6 separate regions of the Mus musculus genome follow, and regions 1, 2, 4, 5 and 6 are each linked to region 3. A link is a contact called in public HiChIP or PLAC-seq and Micro-C data. All regions are on one chromosome and are shown on one strand. Each heading gives the region's core, a stretch centred on a gene start, on an enhancer-like site or on the middle of the called end of the contact. The rest is flanking DNA. Distances are from core to core; before and after follow the strand shown.

Region 1 (2,700 bases), core at 197-2,696, 140 kb before region 3:
CCAAGCTGCCCTTCCTCTGCCTCTGTTTCCCACTCCTACAACCCTCTCCCATCCGAAGTCCACTTAACCTCTGTCCTGAGGCTTCATATCCAAAGTAAAGATGGGGAAGGCCCACTTAGTACACTTTTCTTCTCACCCCACTGTGCCTCTTGCCAAAGTGAAATTAAAAAAAAAAAAAGTGAGATTACATTACCCACTGTTACAAATGTCACATATATGAAGAAGTAACAAGAGACAGAGTAGGGTCTACTAGTAGTAATGGCACTGTCCTAAATGGAGTTGCTCATCTGCTTCCTGAGATGCCTTTAAACCTAAAAGGATACAGAAAGGCTGAAATGAGTTTGGGTATGTAGGCTAGGGACAAATATCCTCCTAACTTGCAGCATGGAAAACTTCAGTCAGTTCAAAGAAAGCCACTGTGCATCCTTGGGCTAAAGAATCCAGAGGAGGAGGAAGGATGGTGGCAAGCACGACAGAGGGGTAGTGCAGAGAAAAAGGAGAACTCTGGGCAGAAGCAAAGGGTGGAAACGCCTGCCAGTGCCAAGCAAGTATCAGCCCTGACTTTGCAAAGCTGGAACTCCCAGCACTTGTTCAGCTGAAACACGTCTGGGTGCTCTGCATGGTGAATGCAGGGCAATCACCTTGTGATTCACACTGTCGGTCCACAGACAGCTTGGGCAGGAAGGAAAATCATCTAAAATCTCTGGAGGAAAAAACAAACAACCAAGAGTGCACACTCAGAGCACACAGCCAGATGAGCAAACAATAGGACGACCCAATCGTTGTCACAAACACTGTCAACCTCTGCCCCTGGAGCAGAGGGGAGCCCCCGTGGAGAGACCAAGCTCTCTGAATCACACTGCCTTCTCCAGGAGTCACGGTGTCTCACTGGATGCCCAGCCCCTGTTTATACACAAGAACTAACCCACAGGCCATGGCACCCTTTGCAGCCTGGGCCAGGTACAGTCAGAGCATGCCTGTAGTCTAGTAACCCCTGCTTGGGGGCCCAGATCCTGTGACTCCCACATACGCACACAGAATCCTGATTGCGACAGTAGGTTAAAGTTCAGAAACTGCCTGGTGCAAATGTCCCAGGGATCAGCTGCACCTTCGCTGGCAGATAACCCCAGTTAGCAGAGAAAGCACTGAGCAGTGCTTCTGAGCCATCCTTCCTTCCAGCAACCTGGCTCATGAAGGTCCCTAACCAGTCTTTCCAGTACTGATCCCCCATTACAGCTGGATTAATGGAATCTTAATTTTTTTCCCAAAATAAACAATGATTCCCATGCTCTACTGTCCAGCATCACCGTCTAACTAATTTGTAGTAAAAAATAAACCACTGGCCATCTGCTTAAAAGTAAGGGCACAGACGACTATCTCTCCTTCCAGATTGCTCTCCGAAACGGGGTTTGGGATCCACCAAGCAGACCCGAGACATATTGACTTACTGAGTCAGCCCTGAGCCCCAGTGTTGGCAAGGAGGAAATGGATTGTGAACTCTTTCTAGGGGACCTGAGCTTTGTCCTCTAATCAAAACGTTCACCGAACCAGAATCTTTAATGAAGCTCCTGTAGCAGGGGGCCCATCAAAACACACATAGGGAGGATTTGTGCCCAGGGCTAACTGATTTGGAGGAAGCAGAAATGAGACCCCCCCACCCCCACCCCAAATGAGAGCCATGCTTTCATTAGACCTAGCAACAGGTTTCAAAGGCAAAAAGCAAACCCTAGCAGCAAAGAACAAAAAATACCTTTGTTGGCCCCAAGACAACTCAGTGCGGTCCCACGTTAGGTGGAACATGACAAGAAACTCAGATTCCTGGGAGGAGTGAAGGATGACGCAATCGATGTGGGCTGTGGGTTTGGATGAGGATCATGGGACAAAGGACTTGAGTAGGATTTGAATCGGAACGGAAAGCAGCTGTGGTTTCTCAGGTCTTCACCTACCCTCTCCAGCCTGTCTCCTTACACACAGTCCCCTGGGCTATCCCACCCACAGCTTCAACTGCTACCTGCATAGCATGACTCATAAACCTTATCTCCAGACCTGCCTCTGGATCCTAGGCTCCCGGATCCAACACTGCAGTCATTTCCTTCATTGTCCCAACTAGCTACCCAAATTCACCACTCTTATCCTCTTCATCCTGGGCACCTACCAAAACGTGATGCTCAAACAACCAGACAGCCTGGGCTCTTCCCAACTTCCTCTTCCTCACACACACCCAAGACCAACTGGCTACATTGTCTAATTGTCTCCTCCCCTCTCCAGCAACCATTCCATCTTAGACCCAGGCCCTTACTATTTCTGTTACCTTTTACCCAGTCTCCCAGACTCTAGCCTTGGTGCCCTGTCATAGCAGGTGGGTCTTGTTAAGCCAGCCTTCTGCAGAAGGCACCTGTGCTCCTGAATTGCACATGAAACCCTCTGTCTCAAACAGATCTGCAAACAAAAAGGCCAAGGCTTTGCCCCCAAGGCCCTGAGCTTTTTGTTTGTGGAGCATTTTTAAATGAGGACTTTAAGAGTTCACCATGTTCTTAGCAAGACTAGTTAAGAGGTGAAGCTGCCAGATGGTGTGTGTTGTAAATGACACCCATAGATAGGCCACCCAGTAACACCTGATGTGGAATACCACCCTCGGGCACCCTGCTTCCTGCTCCTGCTTCCTGCTCCTGCTTCTACTCACCAGTAACTGACTTTGGC
Region 2 (2,700 bases), core at 112-2,611, 230 kb before region 3:
AAAAACCAAAAAACAAAAAAAGATGGTGATGGGTGATGGGAACCGGTTTGACCATCAGCAAAGCTGGAGTGGTATTGGATGGGACGGTTTCAAAGTCACCAGGCTGACCTCAGAGCATCAAAGTGTGATCTTTTGACAGTGCAGGCTGATACTTTGCAGATAGTGCACGGTGGGCACGCTTTGTGAAAGTACTCTAGCCAGCATACTCCTGCTAAGTCAGCCAGGACACTACATGAGAAAGACGTAGCCCAAGGCCAGCACGCAGCTGCTGTGTGAGGACAGGAGTGACAGGGTACCATTCTGGGCATCTAAATATAATAGGCAATAAGCTTGAGTCACTCAGACTTAGACTTTATGAGCCAGCCATGCTTTGATGGCATACCAGGTCACAAACAGTTCTCTTCCTTGGGCTACACAGGCCCATCCTCTTGTTAGGTCCTCTCACACTCCCTCTTCCATCACATAAAACAGGATGATAAACCTGAACCATGATGACTAGAGATAGCAGATAGCAGCTACCTGAAGGAGACCCTGGACCAGGGCAGATATAACTATGGTGGCCTCAAGCCAAAAAATCACTCACAGAGCCAGACAGAGCCAGCTCTCCTCACTGTCACATGAAGAGAGAGAGACAGGCTCAAGACTTCTTTTTCTACTTGAAGCCTGGTTAGGCTTAGAGTTTAGCATAGCCACAGTGTCCTCTTGAGGCAGTGCACACTAGAGAAAGATTATTATCCCCTGGACAGGACAACATTCAAGGTGTAGGAATGATCAGACATTCACAGATATACACACACCACAGAGACAGAGAGATAGATACATATACACACAGACACACACACCACACTGATAGACACACATACACCACACATGCACACACAGATAGATACACACATAAAAATACACGCAGACATACACAGATAACCACACATAGAGATACAGACATTCACAGACACACACAGAGAGAGATAATCACACACACATACATAGATAGATACACAGACACTACAGAGAGACACACAGAAATCAACACATATAGAGAGATGCACACACATAGACACACAGAGATATACACACAGAGATGCACACAGAGAAATATACACACAGAAACACACACACAGAGAGAGAGAGAGAGACAGAGAGACCAGTTTCTAGCATCTACTTTCTAATTAAATGTAACAAACCACCAGCTAATTCATGCCATCAACTAACACGGACAATGTGGGTGGAGCCGCCCTGGGGTGTTAAAGCCTTGGACTTCAAGGCTCTTCGTGGTTGGCAGCCTCTCCACTCCTAGGACAGCTACAGGTCCTTAACAAAATGTCATGTCTGGGTCATCTACCCGGTCATATTGACTCACCAGTCAAACACTTCCTTTCTATTGTGTGGGACTCAGACATACTAGGGTTGAATGTAGTCCTTCAAGCATCATAGACTGGAAAGTTAACCTCCAGTTTCACACGCTCATGGTGCAGAGGTGGGGACTCCAGGAGGCTGTTAGGGCAGGTGGGAGTAGGAATCCTAGGATGGTATGTGTGGCTCTTAAGGAAGAGGAAGAGAGACCCAGACTAGCACATTTGTTAGTCTGTCTTACCATGTGCTGACTTCTGTCAGGTGACTGGAGAGATGGCTCCGTGGTTAGAAGTATTTGTGGCTCTTCTAGGGAACCCTAGCTCTGTTCCCAGTATTGATGCCAGGTGACTCAGAGTGCTTGTAACACCAGCTCTAGGGAATCTCACTCCTTTTCTTGGGTTCCAAGGGTACCTGAACACATACACATACAAATACACACTTACATAAACACATAAAAACTAGTAACAAAAAGAAAACTTTTAAAGTACTTTTATTTGTTTTAAACATTGTTACTCTTTTATTTATTTTGAAACAAAAAGTTGCAAAACACACACACACACACACACACACACACACACACACAAATTAGCCAAACCCAAAGTCTAAACAACTTAACCAACTTCTGCACAGCTAGAGTATATTTATATATTTTTAATAGTTTACTTAGCGTTATTTTATGTTCATTGGTGTGAGGGTGGAACTGAAGTTACAGACCATTGTGAGCTGCCATGTGAGTGCTGAGAATTGAACTCGGGTCCTTTGGAAAAAGAGACACTGAGCCGTCTTTCTAGCCCCATATTTTTATATTCTGAAGCTAAATAAACAAAGGTGTAAAAGGATGCCCACCCAGGGCCTGGCACGGGCTAAATATTGCAGATCTAATCTCTTACCTGCAATTCTGAATCCAGATATCCCCTGAACGCTGAAACTCTCTCTTTTTGGCTGTATTAATTGTGGTGACATTGCTGTGACAATAACTGACTGAAACTTGGTAGGGAAGATGGACTTGGGCTCAGAGTTTCAGCCCATCATGGCAGAATAGCTCACTGCAGCGAGAACACACCATGGAGTCTTTTCAGATCATAGCAGACCCCAAAGCAGACAGACCTGAGCGAGGAGCGAGAAGCGACTCCAAATGCCTGCTCCTGGATGTAAGAGAGGGCACATAAACATATCTGTGTAGGGGCTGCCTTAGGAAGAAGCATTGGAGTCGCTGTTGCCTGCAGAAGGAGAGAAGGGACTGCGATGGACGCAGAAGGAAACTGAGGCTGCCTGGCACACTTCTCATGTACAGTGGAATGCTCCCACCACATGTTAAACACATTGTAAGATTATCAAGTAAAGGGT
Region 3 (2,700 bases), core at 40-2,539:
CTTATCAGATGAGCCTGAGAAAGTACCGGGTCCAGAAATGGTCAAATCCAGGCAGGGATAATTGGGGGAAGTGGATCTTGTAAAGGAGGTAGGTAGCAGGTGACCTGAGGGTCTGCCAGACCTCAGTTGAAGAACTTGTGACCGCCTACACAGTGCACCTGTGCTGGTAAACTCAGCTGTGAGGAAGGCTCCTCTGCCCAACTAGAGGCCTAGTCACTAGGGTGCACAGTGACCTCATGAAGGTCTCATGGGGAAACCCTCCAAACTTAGTTTAGAAATTCCAGAGCAAGTTTGGTTCTGGCTGAGGTTCAAGTGGGAGGGTATCTCCACAGCAGGACCTCCATCGCCTTTGTAGGTATAATTACAGTTGTTTTTTTTTTAAGATAGAAATGGGTTGTGATTGATATCTTAGGGTTTTAGTTTGTTTTGAAGTCTTAAACACCTAGGAATTCCTCTCCCCACCCCCTCCAGTAGCTTACTTTGGGTCTCAGTGATTAGAAATAGGCACATTGTTTGTAAGAGAGAAGTTATTGGAGAAAGGGGTTATGGAAACACACACACACACACACACACACACACACACACAAGCTTGAACAGGCCTACTTTCTTGAGAAGAAAGTGGTTTTTTTTTTTTAGGTGTAACAGATCATAAAATAAATAACATTCTCTAAAGACACGAATCTATAAACAAAGCATAAATATCTTTATTTAAAATGGATTAAGTTCTGAAGCCTAATGGCTTTGTTGTAGTACCATGTGGCTTGTTCAGGTCTGTCACTAAACGTGTGTTGCCCTCAGAATTACATTAGAAAGCAGGCATGCACTGGCTCACAGATTCTTAAGTGCAGTGCGGTGGTAGTGAAACAGAAACTAGATACAGATACTGAGGAGGCTAAAAAGATGAGGTCGCCACACACCTGGTCCTTTCCCTTCCCTTCTTCCCTTCCCTTCTTCCCTTCCCTTTCCTTCCCTTCCTCCCTTCCCTCCCCTTCCCTCCCCTCCCCTTCCCTCCCCTTCCCTCCCCTCCCCTCCCCTCCCCTCCCCTCCCCTCCCCCCTCTCCCCTCCCCCTTCCCCTCCCCTCCCTTCCCCTCCCCTCCCCTCCCCTCCAAGTCTGCTCTTTTGAGATGTTCTTGCAGAAGATGGAGGAAGCTCTGCCCTTAGGGTCATCTTTCCTGGATCTGGAGATGGGAGTGGCTGGGTACTGAGACTCCTTCCCCAACTGTGCTCAGCTGACCCTTTGCTTTATAGGCTGTCTGGAGGTGGGCAGTCCTGCCTGTCCCCAGGCTTTCCCAGAAGGGCTGGGAGGAGCCGGAGGAACAAGGAGAATGTTCTGCTCGCCTAGACACTTCCTCCCCACCCCCCGGGGTGCCGGGAGGACCTGGGTAGGGAGTTGGAATCCAAGGAGCCGGGCTGAAGGGTCTGAAGGCTGTAACTGCCGCTGTCTGTGCGGTCCAGAAGTTGCTTGGCTCTTGGTTCTGCACGGTAACTCGAGTAGGGTGCGCGTGCACGTGTGTTTAGATGCCCCAATGCATAGGCAAGTAAAACTTACGAAGCCAAATGCCGAGGGTTTGGTTGGTTTTTTTCTAAGGAATTGAAACTGGCTTTTCTGGCCCAACAATGGAGTCAGCTGCTCAAATTACTTCAGGTAGTCCTCGTCGTGGTAAAAATGACTGTGGGAAGATGCAGTTGTAAAGTGTGGTTCTGAAGCCCCCCCCCCTCTTGTGCCTTTTTTTTTTTTTTCTTTTTCTTTTTCTTTGCAGTGCTGGAAGAAGAGGATTGGAGAAGTCACTTGGCCCTGGCCTGACTCCTCCTCTTCCTCTCTCTGCCCAGAGCTGAAGCCACTGTGCTCAGGGTGACTGCCTGGTGCTCAGTGCTGTGGCCTATTTTAAAGTATCTTTAAGTTGTCGGCATGTCAGTCATTACATCCAGGGTTCCTTTTCGTTTTCGAGGGCACCCTGTCTAACCGTTTAGCCAACCCACCCCACCCCTTTTCCTTGTGCCTCCAGTCGGGGAGGGTGGTCATGTTAACTGATCGACTGGCTTCAGAAAAAGCGTTCATTAATTAGCGTTTTACATCCCAGTCAGTCAGAAGGCATTCGCACATTTGTATGAAAGGATGTCGAAGATCCAAATCTTTGAGGAGAAATACATGGGAAGGAAAAAAAAAACTGCATACACACAAAACCTGGCACTCTTTCCAGTTTAAGCTTCGTGCTGGTCCCTGTTGAGTGGGTATTTGTCCCTTAGTCTGGAGGTGATAGAAAATGCCAGTTACTGTGGTATTTAACTGACACCAAACTGCTGTCCAAATACTTCAGTTAGACCGAGGCTTCTTTCTTAATTGGTGGGAAGGAAAACCCACCCAGGAAAAGGAGGAACCTGCACTTTCATTGGACATTTAAAACATTTCAGGCTGGAGAGTCTGAAGAGCACACGACAGTGTTTCATTTTAATTCACAGCTCATTTGTGATTTAAAAAAAAAAAAGTAGTCAAATCTCTCCTAAAACTTGAGCCAGTCAAATGGTTCATTTATGTAAGGGTTCAGCAACTGAAAGCTCTGTACTCTCCCAAGGTCAAAAAAGTAATTATTGCTATCGAAAATTTTTCTGGAACTGGGGTATTTTAGGTCACTATAGGAAGGTTTACTAATACTAGAAATTACATAAGCCAGTTAAGGCACATTTGAAAAACGATTATG
Region 4 (2,700 bases), core at 91-2,590, 140 kb after region 3:
TTTAAGTCTTTTTACTTTCCCGAGTTAAAACAGTTCATTCATAGTTTACAGGTAATTTATCAAAAGCCAGATTTAAAGAAAGAAAGAAAACCCCAATGGTCTAAGGTTGTAGTGTGCATATGTGCCTTGCATGCCTGGCACGATGGAAGCCCTGGGTTCATCCCCACCACTTCATCCACGGGGTGTGGTGACACCCTGAAACCCAGCACCCCAGAGGTACAGGCACAAGGATCATAAGTTCAAGGACGTGCTAGCTAGGGCACCAACTTACAACGCAGCCAGGGTTACCTACATGAGACTCGGTCTCAACATCTGTCTTATGTCCCCACCACCACACTCCCAAGCCAAAATCCCTAACAGCTATAATTCAAAGTCATACTAGTTACTAAGTAGAAGCCAAGCACTTCTGTGTGCTTGGCCAAAGAGTTCATAACATGGCTCGTTATTTCTCATGCCCTGGGCCACAGAAACTTAGAGAAAGAAAAGGAATTCTTTCTGGTGACCACTCAAACTAGTTGTTTTTATAAACTAGCAAAATTAATGGACATGGCGGGCAAGGGGGAACAAGTTTCTACGTTTTTACATTCTGCCAAGTTTTTAGCCCAGGTCAATCGTTGGAAAGAATAAACTTACAAAGCTCGAAATAACTTTTTCGCAGCATATTTTCAACCAGCAAAAACTGGCTGGAAAAGGGAGGGGAGGGGAGAGAAATTAGAAAAGGAAGGAGGAGGCCATCCGGCCATACTCTACGGTAGCGGCTGACAAGCAGCCGGAGGAAGGGGACGGATTTGGACACCGAGCCTCGCGGTCCACACAGACCGCGATGGGCGAGCGAGGGGGCCGGGCGAACACGATCCACGCGCCGAGGAGAAGAATCTACAGTGGGCGAATGAATGGAGGCGCGCCGGCGTGTGGCTAGCGACACGTCAGCGCAGAGCTTGGGGACGGGCGGCCCGCGGCGAGCGCGGGCGGAGAAGCGAGGCCGACCCTGGCGTGGGTCCTGCGGACCGCGGGCTTCGGGCCCGCGCTCGCTGAGGACGCCGAGCTGCGGGGGGTCCCGGGGCGGGGGATAGCATGGCCCACGAGAGCCGGGCCGGGGGTCGGCCGCGGTCCCCAACCCAGCCCCGCGTCTCTCACCTCCGGGGCCGCCTCGGAGCAGCACGGCGGCGGGAAAGGCCAGCAGGAACAGCAGCAGCAGGCGGGGGAGGAGTCTCATGGTACGGCCGGTCAGCGTCCGGTGCGGGTCCGCTAGGGCTCTCGGAGGCTCTGGCGGTAATGGCGTTACTCTTCATCCGGGCCGCGGTGGAGGGGCGGGGCACGCACGCACGCGCGCCATCCGTCGCCCCTCCCCGCCACCGTCGACGTGGCCTCTAAGCGCCCAGGGGCGGGGCCTGCGGGCCGGGAGATCACGTGGCCGGCGGTGGCGGGGACCAGGGGAGCCTACGGGCTCCCGCGAGAGCCTAGCTGAGCAGGCTTATCTCTTCCAGATGCTTAGCATCGCTTTGTCCCCCGTTGCTTTGAGGGGCCAAGGAGTGGAAACTTCCCGCATGTGTGGCAGTTGAAAGACAGAAAGTAAAGGATATGGATAACGACAAAATAAATAAATAAAAATAAAAAGCCGAAAGTGATGTCTCACATTGTAACCCCAGAGTTTGAGAGATGGAGGCAGGAGGATTGCAGCGAGCTGGAGACCAGCCTGGGCTATGTAGCGAGTTCGGGGCAAGACTGGGCTACAGAGTTAATACCTTGTCACAAAATTCTACCCCCCCTGCAATAAACAATCGGAGTTCTGGAGTTTTATTCTTTTAAATTTGACTGTCTCTCTGGTGTATAATTGCCAGTGCACAGATAGATGTAAAGGTCAGTCAAAGGACAACTTCTAGGGAACTGATTCTCTCCACATTTTAGATGGGTTCTGGGCTTGAACTCTGATCATTAGAGGTTCAGTTCTGTAATTTTTCTTAACAACCCAAACTTAGCAATTACCTAGCCTTTCTGCAGTTTCTACGCCAAAGATCTCACTTCTGGCATATTTCTGGCAACTTCAGCTGGTCAGTGTGAAACACTCGGGATGTAGTGGCTGCGCTGAGAACCTCCAGCCACAATCCTGATTCAGGGACTGTCTTGGTTACTTTTCTGTTGCTGTGAAGAGATACCATTACCAAGGCAACTTATAAAAGAAAGTGTTTGATTTGTAGGCTTGTTTACAGTCTCAGAGGGTGAGTTCCTGACCATCGCATCAGAGAGAATGGGAGCAGGCAGGCAGTGCTAACGTGGAAGCTGAGAGCTTATATGTTCAGCCCCAAAGGACAAGGCAGAGAGGTAAGTCCAATGGTACGGACTTTTGAAACCTCAAAGCCCACACCCAACAATGCACCTCCTCACATAAGTCCTTACCAAACAGTTCCACCAACTGGGATGTAACATTCAAACACAAGCCTACTGGGGCAGTTCTCATTCAAACCACTACACAGGTTAAGCAGCCACCAGGATCATTGGAGCCTCTGAGCCACAGAGGGACAAATAAACTCCCCTCAGAATTGTTGAAGATGACTGAAGTGGAAGTCACAGACCATATCTCAACTTAATTAACCCCAGTAGGTTCAGATCAGATGAACACATGTCTGACCTGAACAGGGGAAAGAGACTGTCTATAAATTCTATGAACATTAAGGAGTCAGAAGTGCCACCACCTGAAGT
Region 5 (2,700 bases), core at 188-2,687, 160 kb after region 3:
GTATCGTAGAAACAAGCTAAGGGGGTTCTTGTCTTCCTCTTCCTAACTTGGACCTGACATAAACCCTGATACCCCAAACTTCCAGCCCATCTCTGACATTTTGTATATGCAGGTGTTCAGAATTTGGATTTGGGATGGGGATAAGATAAGAGTGGCTCTTAGACCCATCTATTGATCTCCGTCGTCTAGATTCCTGTTCTCCAGGTTGTATACTTTCATAATCAACCAGGCTAGGCTAGTCAGCTAGCCCCTTCTTGGAAAGGATGTGAAAGACTAGGGTCTGGGGGACAGGTTGAACTGTGTCCTGGCCGTTCTGTTGTTTGGGCTTGCACAATAACTTTTGTTGATTTGGTTGGTTTTTGGTTTTTTTTAAGACGGGGTGGGGGTGGGGGTTCTCTGTGTAGCCCTGATGGTCCTGGAACTCCATCTGTAGACCAGGTTGACCTCAAACTCAAAGATCCATCTGCACTGCATTCCCAAGGGCTGGGATTAAAGACATATCAGCACACCTAGCTGCCCAGGAATTGTAAGGTGTGGCAGTCCCATCTGGAGAAGGCTGGGTCATGATGGAAGGTCCATGTCCTGTGTATTGCAGTAGTGCCAATGGCAGTTTATTGGAGCCTGCATGTCTACCCACAGCTGCCTCTGTCAGTGGTAAGGTTTCTCATTTGTGTGGGTTTGCAAACAGATGCTCAGGTAACCAACCACATGCGTGGGGGCTGTTCTCCCACTCTGGTTAGGGGATCCTCTGACAGGCAGAACGGGGTATCACGAACTCTGGGGAGTGGAGCTGTGGGCTGGTGATACTCTGGCAGGGAAAGATTAGCTGCAGGGTGGCTCTCTGGGGTAAGTGGTTTGGCAAGCAACAGTTGCTGGCGCTCAGCAGTTCCTCTTTACCCTGTGGGAGTAACCCTGCCACAAAGCTGTCACTGAAGGAGGAGGGAAGTCTTGTGTGCTGGTTCCCATTGCTGAGCTGTGGTCCAGCTTCCAAATGGGCCCATATGTGCTCACCAACTGTGCCTGCTCAGTTCTGGGGCCCAGGGTGGCCTTTGGCAAACTTGATGACTGACTGACTGCCATGTTCGATATTGGGGCTCTCAGGACCAATTTGCCCTACAGCCCCCTGAGAGTCTGCTGTGTGGTGGCTGTCTGTCCACCAGGTGGGAGAGGGTTGGATGGGGAGGGAGGCAGTGCTGACAAGCCCAGGTCTGTTCTGCAGATCAACTGCTGGCACAGGCAGGATGGCAGTTCCACCCAGAAGCGGGAACTACCATCCTGGTAGTTGGTGGTGGATTGTAGCTGGTGTTGGTGGGGATGCAGTGAAGACAGCTGATTCCTGACATAGTCAGCTGGAGAGAACTGACTTCTTGTGTCTCCTTCCGGTGGGCAGGCGAGTGGCCAATCCTCACCATAGCTCTACCACCCACAGGGGTGGGGCCATGGTAGCTTCTTGTAAGAGCTCTTCCTGTGGCTGGACAGCCCGGAAGACAGGAACAGCACCTCACAGCCTAGCAGCCAGGTTACCCAAGGCCAATGAAGATTAAAAAATAAATAAATAAACGAAATCCAAGATTATAAGTCTCAAACTGCCTGAGATACTTTTGCTTTGGATTAAATGTAAGCTGGTGGTACCTTTTTAAGAAGTTCGTTTGTAATACCAAAATTCTCAGAAAAAGCTGTAAAACCCTTGAAAACAGTAGAAGGCAAGGAAGCAGTCTGCCAGAAGCCAGGCTGTGCCCCAGATGCAAGAAGTAATAAAGTAGCTTGTTTGGAACCAGGTTGGTGTTGGTGTGTGTGTGTGTGTGTGTGTGTGTGTGTGTGTGTGTGTGTGTGTGTGTGTGTGTGTGTGTGATGGTTTAGTCTATACTAAAGGATACAGCACGCCCTGTTATCCTATTTCTAAGAGTCAGAGGGAAAAAAACTTTAGAAGTCAGAAAATAAAACAAAACATCAGTAGACAGTCAAAAAATTTTACAAAAAAATAGTTTTCTTAACTTACTGTGCAATCTGAGAATGTGATATCTCAAGTCTTTGGTCAGCACATTTGATAATTTCTTCATATGACGTTACCTTGAGAAAACAATTTTTTTTTTATAAATACAAGTATTTGTATTTAATTTTGTTTTCTTCGTTTAAAAATCTTTACAAGTTGAAGTTTAATTATTTGACGACAATAAGTAAAATTTTTACAACAGACAAAACATTCGTTTTCTATTTTGGTATCAGAAATATGAATAATGCCGGGTTTGGTGGCGCACACCTCTAATCCCAGCACTCGGGAGGCAGAGGCAGGTGGATTTCTGAGTTCGAGGCCAGCCTGGTCTACAAAGTGAGTTCCAGGACAGCCAGGGCTATACAGAGAAACCCTGTCTCGGGAAAAAAAAAAAAAGAAAGAAAAAGGAAAAAAAGAAAAGAAATATGAATAACAATGATTTTAAATACTCTCATCATGGAAATGGGAGTCCCAGAAACTCACTGTAATCTACTGTGTTCCTCACAGTGACAGAAGGGCCAGGTAACAATTATAGCCTATTAGGTTAAATTAATGCGGTCTTGGTTGGCTTATGCCTGCAATTTCAGTACCTGTGGGGCTGAGGCAACAGAATTTGGGATTCCAAGGCCAGACTGGGCCACATTGTCGCAAAAGACCAAAATGAAAACAAACAAAAAAAGTAAAGTAAAACACTAACTTGGTAAGAT
Region 6 (2,700 bases), core at 42-2,541, 250 kb before region 3:
ACATACACACACACACCACACCACACCACACACAAACACATACCACACACCACACACAAACATACACCACACAAACACACACCACACAACATATACACACCACACATACACACACATGCACACACAAACACATACCACACACATATAAACACATGCACACACAAACACACACTACACACACACACCACATACACACATATCACACACACATATACACACCATACACACACACATACCACATATACACACAAACACATACCACACACACACCACACAAACACACACCATACATATACAACATACACACACCACACACACATACATACCATGTATACACACATCACACATACACATCACACATCACACACACACAAACACATTCAAGCACACACACAGGCCCTAAAAGCAAAATAGCTCTGTCAAAAAGAGGATAAATCAAGCTGGAGAAATGGCTCAGCAGTTAAGGGCACTTGCTACGCACCTATTTGACCCAGTTCAGTTCCCAGCATTTACATGGCAGCTCACAACCTCTATAGCTCCAGTCTTAGGGAATAAAATGGTCTCAATTGGCCTCCAAAGGTCCCAAACAGATATTCATGCAGGCAAAAACACCCATACACATAAAATTAACAATTCATACTTTCAAAAGATTAAATCAGAGAGAATAAATGTATTACTTTGAAATAAATTCCCACAACAACACACTTTTCACAATAATAAGTACAGTTTGAACAGACTGCCGGCCTGCAGAAGTGTTTGTTCACAGAAGCAGACAGAATCCTGCAAGGCTACCCCAATGCCCTCAAGTCCAAACTGCCAGTCTTTAGGAAACAGGCCCATCTCAGCATCCCCTGACATGCAGCTGGTTAAGGGTAGTCTGGCATCTCTCTCCCCAAGCTCCATGATAGATCTCAGAGCTTAGTAGCCAGGGCAGATCAGCTCTAATTCCTATACTTGGAGATATGACAGATAGATCTTCTTGCACAGCACTGTGACCCCTGGTGTCATGTATGAGTGTACAGAATTGCTGTGGCAAAGGCTGAGAGGCTGACACACCAGGGCTTTCTGTTCTCAAAGCAGAAAGAGGTCTGAGATCATGACGGTAAGCTTACTATGCGTGTAGTCATTCTCTAGGGTCTGTCTATCTTCTCTCTGTCTCCTCTGTATCTCGTTCTGCTCATTTTTACAAGAATGCATGTCATATTCATTCACGCTCTGTGATGGCTGTGGGCAGTTGTCATCTTGACACTCGGGGAAGAGGAACTCTCGATTGAGGAACTGCCTCCATCAGACTGGCCTGTGGGTTAAGTCTCTAGGGTTATTTTCTTGATCAATGATTGATGTGTGAGGGCTCAGCTCACTGTAGACAGTGACATCCCTGGGTTACATATGAAATGTAGTTAAGCAAGCCATGGAGAGTAAGCTAGTAAGCAACACCCCTCCATGGACGTTGCTTCGATTCCCCGCCTCCAGGTTCCTGCCTTGAGTTCCTTCTCTGACTTTTCCCCCTAGTGAGAGTAAGAAAAAACAAAGACAAAACCAAAACAAAACAAAACAAAACCTTCTTTCCTCCCCTGACTTGTTTTTTGTCAGTGTTTCATCAAAACTCTGGAGAAGGGAACTAGGGTGTGAACCTAAGGATGATATTTTTAACTTAATCTCTTTAAAAGGCCTATCTCAGGGCAGAAAAGATGGATCAGTGCTTAAGAGCACTGGTTGCTCTTCCAGGGGATCCTGGTTTGATTACTAGCACCCACACAGCATCTGTAACTTTATAGGAAGAGGTGACACCCATGTATACTTGCACTCTCTGTCTCTTGCCTCAGTAGCACGTGCTACCTCAGAACTCTGTCAACAGGAAGGCCACCACCAAATGTGACGTCTTGGCCTTCAACTTCCCGTCAACTTCCAGAAGAGACACCAAAATAAGCCTCCTTTGCTAAAAGTTACCCTGTTTGTAATCGCTAGCTATTAGCTAAAGAAAAAAGATTAATGCATGCCTGTTAGAGAACCCTGCTATTAAGGTAAAACCCACATTGGGACAGCTCTCCGAGCTTGGTACAAAAATGGAGGATTCTTGCTCAGCGGGGCTTCCCTTTCTCTTCCTGGCCTCGGTTGGAGAGTGTCCCTCGGTTGGAGAGTGTCTCTGAGCACAGATGCCTGACCTCGCTTGGAGGATGACCTTCTGCAGAGCTCTCTGCAAGGGTTGCATGACTCAGCACACAAAGTCCCAATCTGGCTTCTTGCCTGTATGGTGGTTAGGTACGATTAGGTACTGTGTTACGGCCAATCAGCCCTCTCCACCCATACCCCCTACAGCCCTTATATACCCTACCCCTGGAACAATAGAGGTTTCTCATTGAAGCTGTCTCCTGGAAGTCACACTCACTACCAACCAAACCCTGCTACCCGCTTCTGCTCCCTCCACCTTTGAGGGCCAGTGGCCAACGACCCCCAAATTAAACCTCCTAATTAAAAATAAAATAAAATAAAATACAGAAAAGATTAAATAGTGTCACTCATTTGAAGGGTTCACACTGTCTTTAATCAATACATAACATGTGGACTCACTGTTTTATAATAGCAATTTCTAAATGCACGTATGCCTGCTGCCCCACCAACTGCTTCCACCTTTCAAAAAGAAGAAAAGCTGACTACTAGGTTAGTGACTGCGTGTGTGAGCCCCAGAGTCAGAATGCT

The links. A called contact is a pair of places that touch in the nucleus more often than the background predicts. HiChIP or PLAC-seq counts read pairs in DNA pulled down with a chosen protein or histone mark.
Region 1: a FOXA1 HiChIP or PLAC-seq map of pancreatic cancer cells shows a contact between it and region 3. The contact joins two enhancer-like sites. A contact is called at or near these places in 4 of 115 datasets of contacts at active chromatin or transcription factors (bone marrow-derived macrophages, hepatocytes, pancreatic cancer cells and 1 more) and 1 of 9 other capture datasets (embryonic stem cells).
Region 2: a contact with region 3 is called in a FOXA1 HiChIP or PLAC-seq map of pancreatic cancer cells. The contact joins two enhancer-like sites. A contact is called at or near these places in 1 of 484 Hi-C or Micro-C datasets (muscle stem cells), 9 of 115 datasets of contacts at active chromatin or transcription factors (the SCID.adh cell line, acute myeloid leukemia, bone marrow-derived macrophages and 6 more) and 2 of 9 other capture datasets (adipose tissue and liver).
Region 4: a contact with region 3 is called in a Micro-C map of embryonic stem cells, with 2.1 times the contacts expected there. The contact joins the promoter of Ssr1 here to the enhancer-like site in region 3. A contact is called at or near these places in 5 of 484 Hi-C or Micro-C datasets (CD4 T cells, embryonic stem cells, memory CD8 T cells and 2 more), 4 of 115 datasets of contacts at active chromatin or transcription factors (the SCID.adh cell line, bone marrow-derived macrophages, effector CD8 T cells and 1 more) and 2 of 9 other capture datasets (adipose tissue and liver).
Region 5: a contact with region 3 is called in an H3K27ac HiChIP or PLAC-seq map of microglia, with 6 times the contacts expected there. The contact joins two enhancer-like sites. A contact is called at or near these places in 2 of 115 datasets of contacts at active chromatin or transcription factors (bone marrow-derived macrophages and microglia) and 1 of 9 other capture datasets (liver).
Region 6: a contact with region 3 is called in an H3K27ac HiChIP or PLAC-seq map of microglia, with 8 times the contacts expected there. The contact joins two enhancer-like sites. A contact is called at or near these places in 2 of 484 Hi-C or Micro-C datasets (bone marrow-derived macrophages and liver), 6 of 115 datasets of contacts at active chromatin or transcription factors (acute myeloid leukemia, bone marrow-derived macrophages, cardiomyocytes and 3 more) and 2 of 9 other capture datasets (embryonic stem cells and liver).

The regions. Positions count from the first base shown.
Region 1 is chr13:37,714,500-37,717,199 of GRCm38.p6, forward strand. No RefSeq gene overlaps it. Among named protein-coding and RNA genes, the nearest start is that of Gm40918, 19 kb to the right of the region's middle. Within about 2 kb of position 1,447, at least 44 of the 459 cell types and tissues checked have an H3K27ac peak or open chromatin away from gene starts, as enhancers often do. A contact at or near this core is called in bone marrow-derived macrophages, pancreatic cancer cells and trophoblast stem cells, where this site is marked.
Region 2 is chr13:37,621,255-37,623,954 of GRCm38.p6, forward strand. Gm40915 (a long non-coding RNA gene) reads right to left here. Exons shown (of 4, transcript XR_873251.2): 3 at 1,595-1,764. Among named protein-coding and RNA genes, the nearest start is that of Gm40915, 5.0 kb to the right of the region's middle. Within about 2 kb of position 1,362, at least 50 of the 459 cell types and tissues checked have an H3K27ac peak or open chromatin away from gene starts, as enhancers often do. A contact at or near this core is called in bone marrow-derived macrophages and pancreatic cancer cells, where this site is marked.
Region 3 is chr13:37,852,837-37,855,536 of GRCm38.p6, forward strand. It overlaps a transcript of Rreb1 not described here. Among named protein-coding and RNA genes, the nearest start is that of Rreb1, 35 kb to the right of the region's middle. Within about 2 kb of position 1,290, at least 235 of the 459 cell types and tissues checked have an H3K27ac peak or open chromatin away from gene starts, as enhancers often do. A contact at or near this core is called in the SCID.adh cell line, acute myeloid leukemia, adipose tissue and 7 more, where this site is marked.
Region 4 is chr13:37,992,868-37,995,567 of GRCm38.p6, forward strand. It overlaps Ssr1 (signal sequence receptor, alpha), which reads right to left and starts at 1,341. Exons shown (of 8, transcript NM_025965.4): 1 at 1,138-1,341. The coding sequence starts at 1,216.
Region 5 is chr13:38,009,349-38,012,048 of GRCm38.p6, forward strand. Cage1 (cancer antigen 1) reads right to left here. Exons shown (of 13, transcript NM_027724.2): 11 at 2,000-2,070. Among named protein-coding and RNA genes, the nearest start is that of Ssr1, 16 kb to the left of the region's middle. Within about 2 kb of position 1,438, at least 107 of the 459 cell types and tissues checked have an H3K27ac peak or open chromatin away from gene starts, as enhancers often do. A contact at or near this core is called in bone marrow-derived macrophages and microglia, where this site is marked.
Region 6 is chr13:37,599,075-37,601,774 of GRCm38.p6, forward strand. No RefSeq gene overlaps it. Among named protein-coding and RNA genes, the nearest start is that of Gm47754, 19 kb to the left of the region's middle. Within about 2 kb of position 1,292, at least 33 of the 459 cell types and tissues checked have an H3K27ac peak or open chromatin away from gene starts, as enhancers often do. A contact at or near this core is called in acute myeloid leukemia, bone marrow-derived macrophages and microglia, where this site is marked.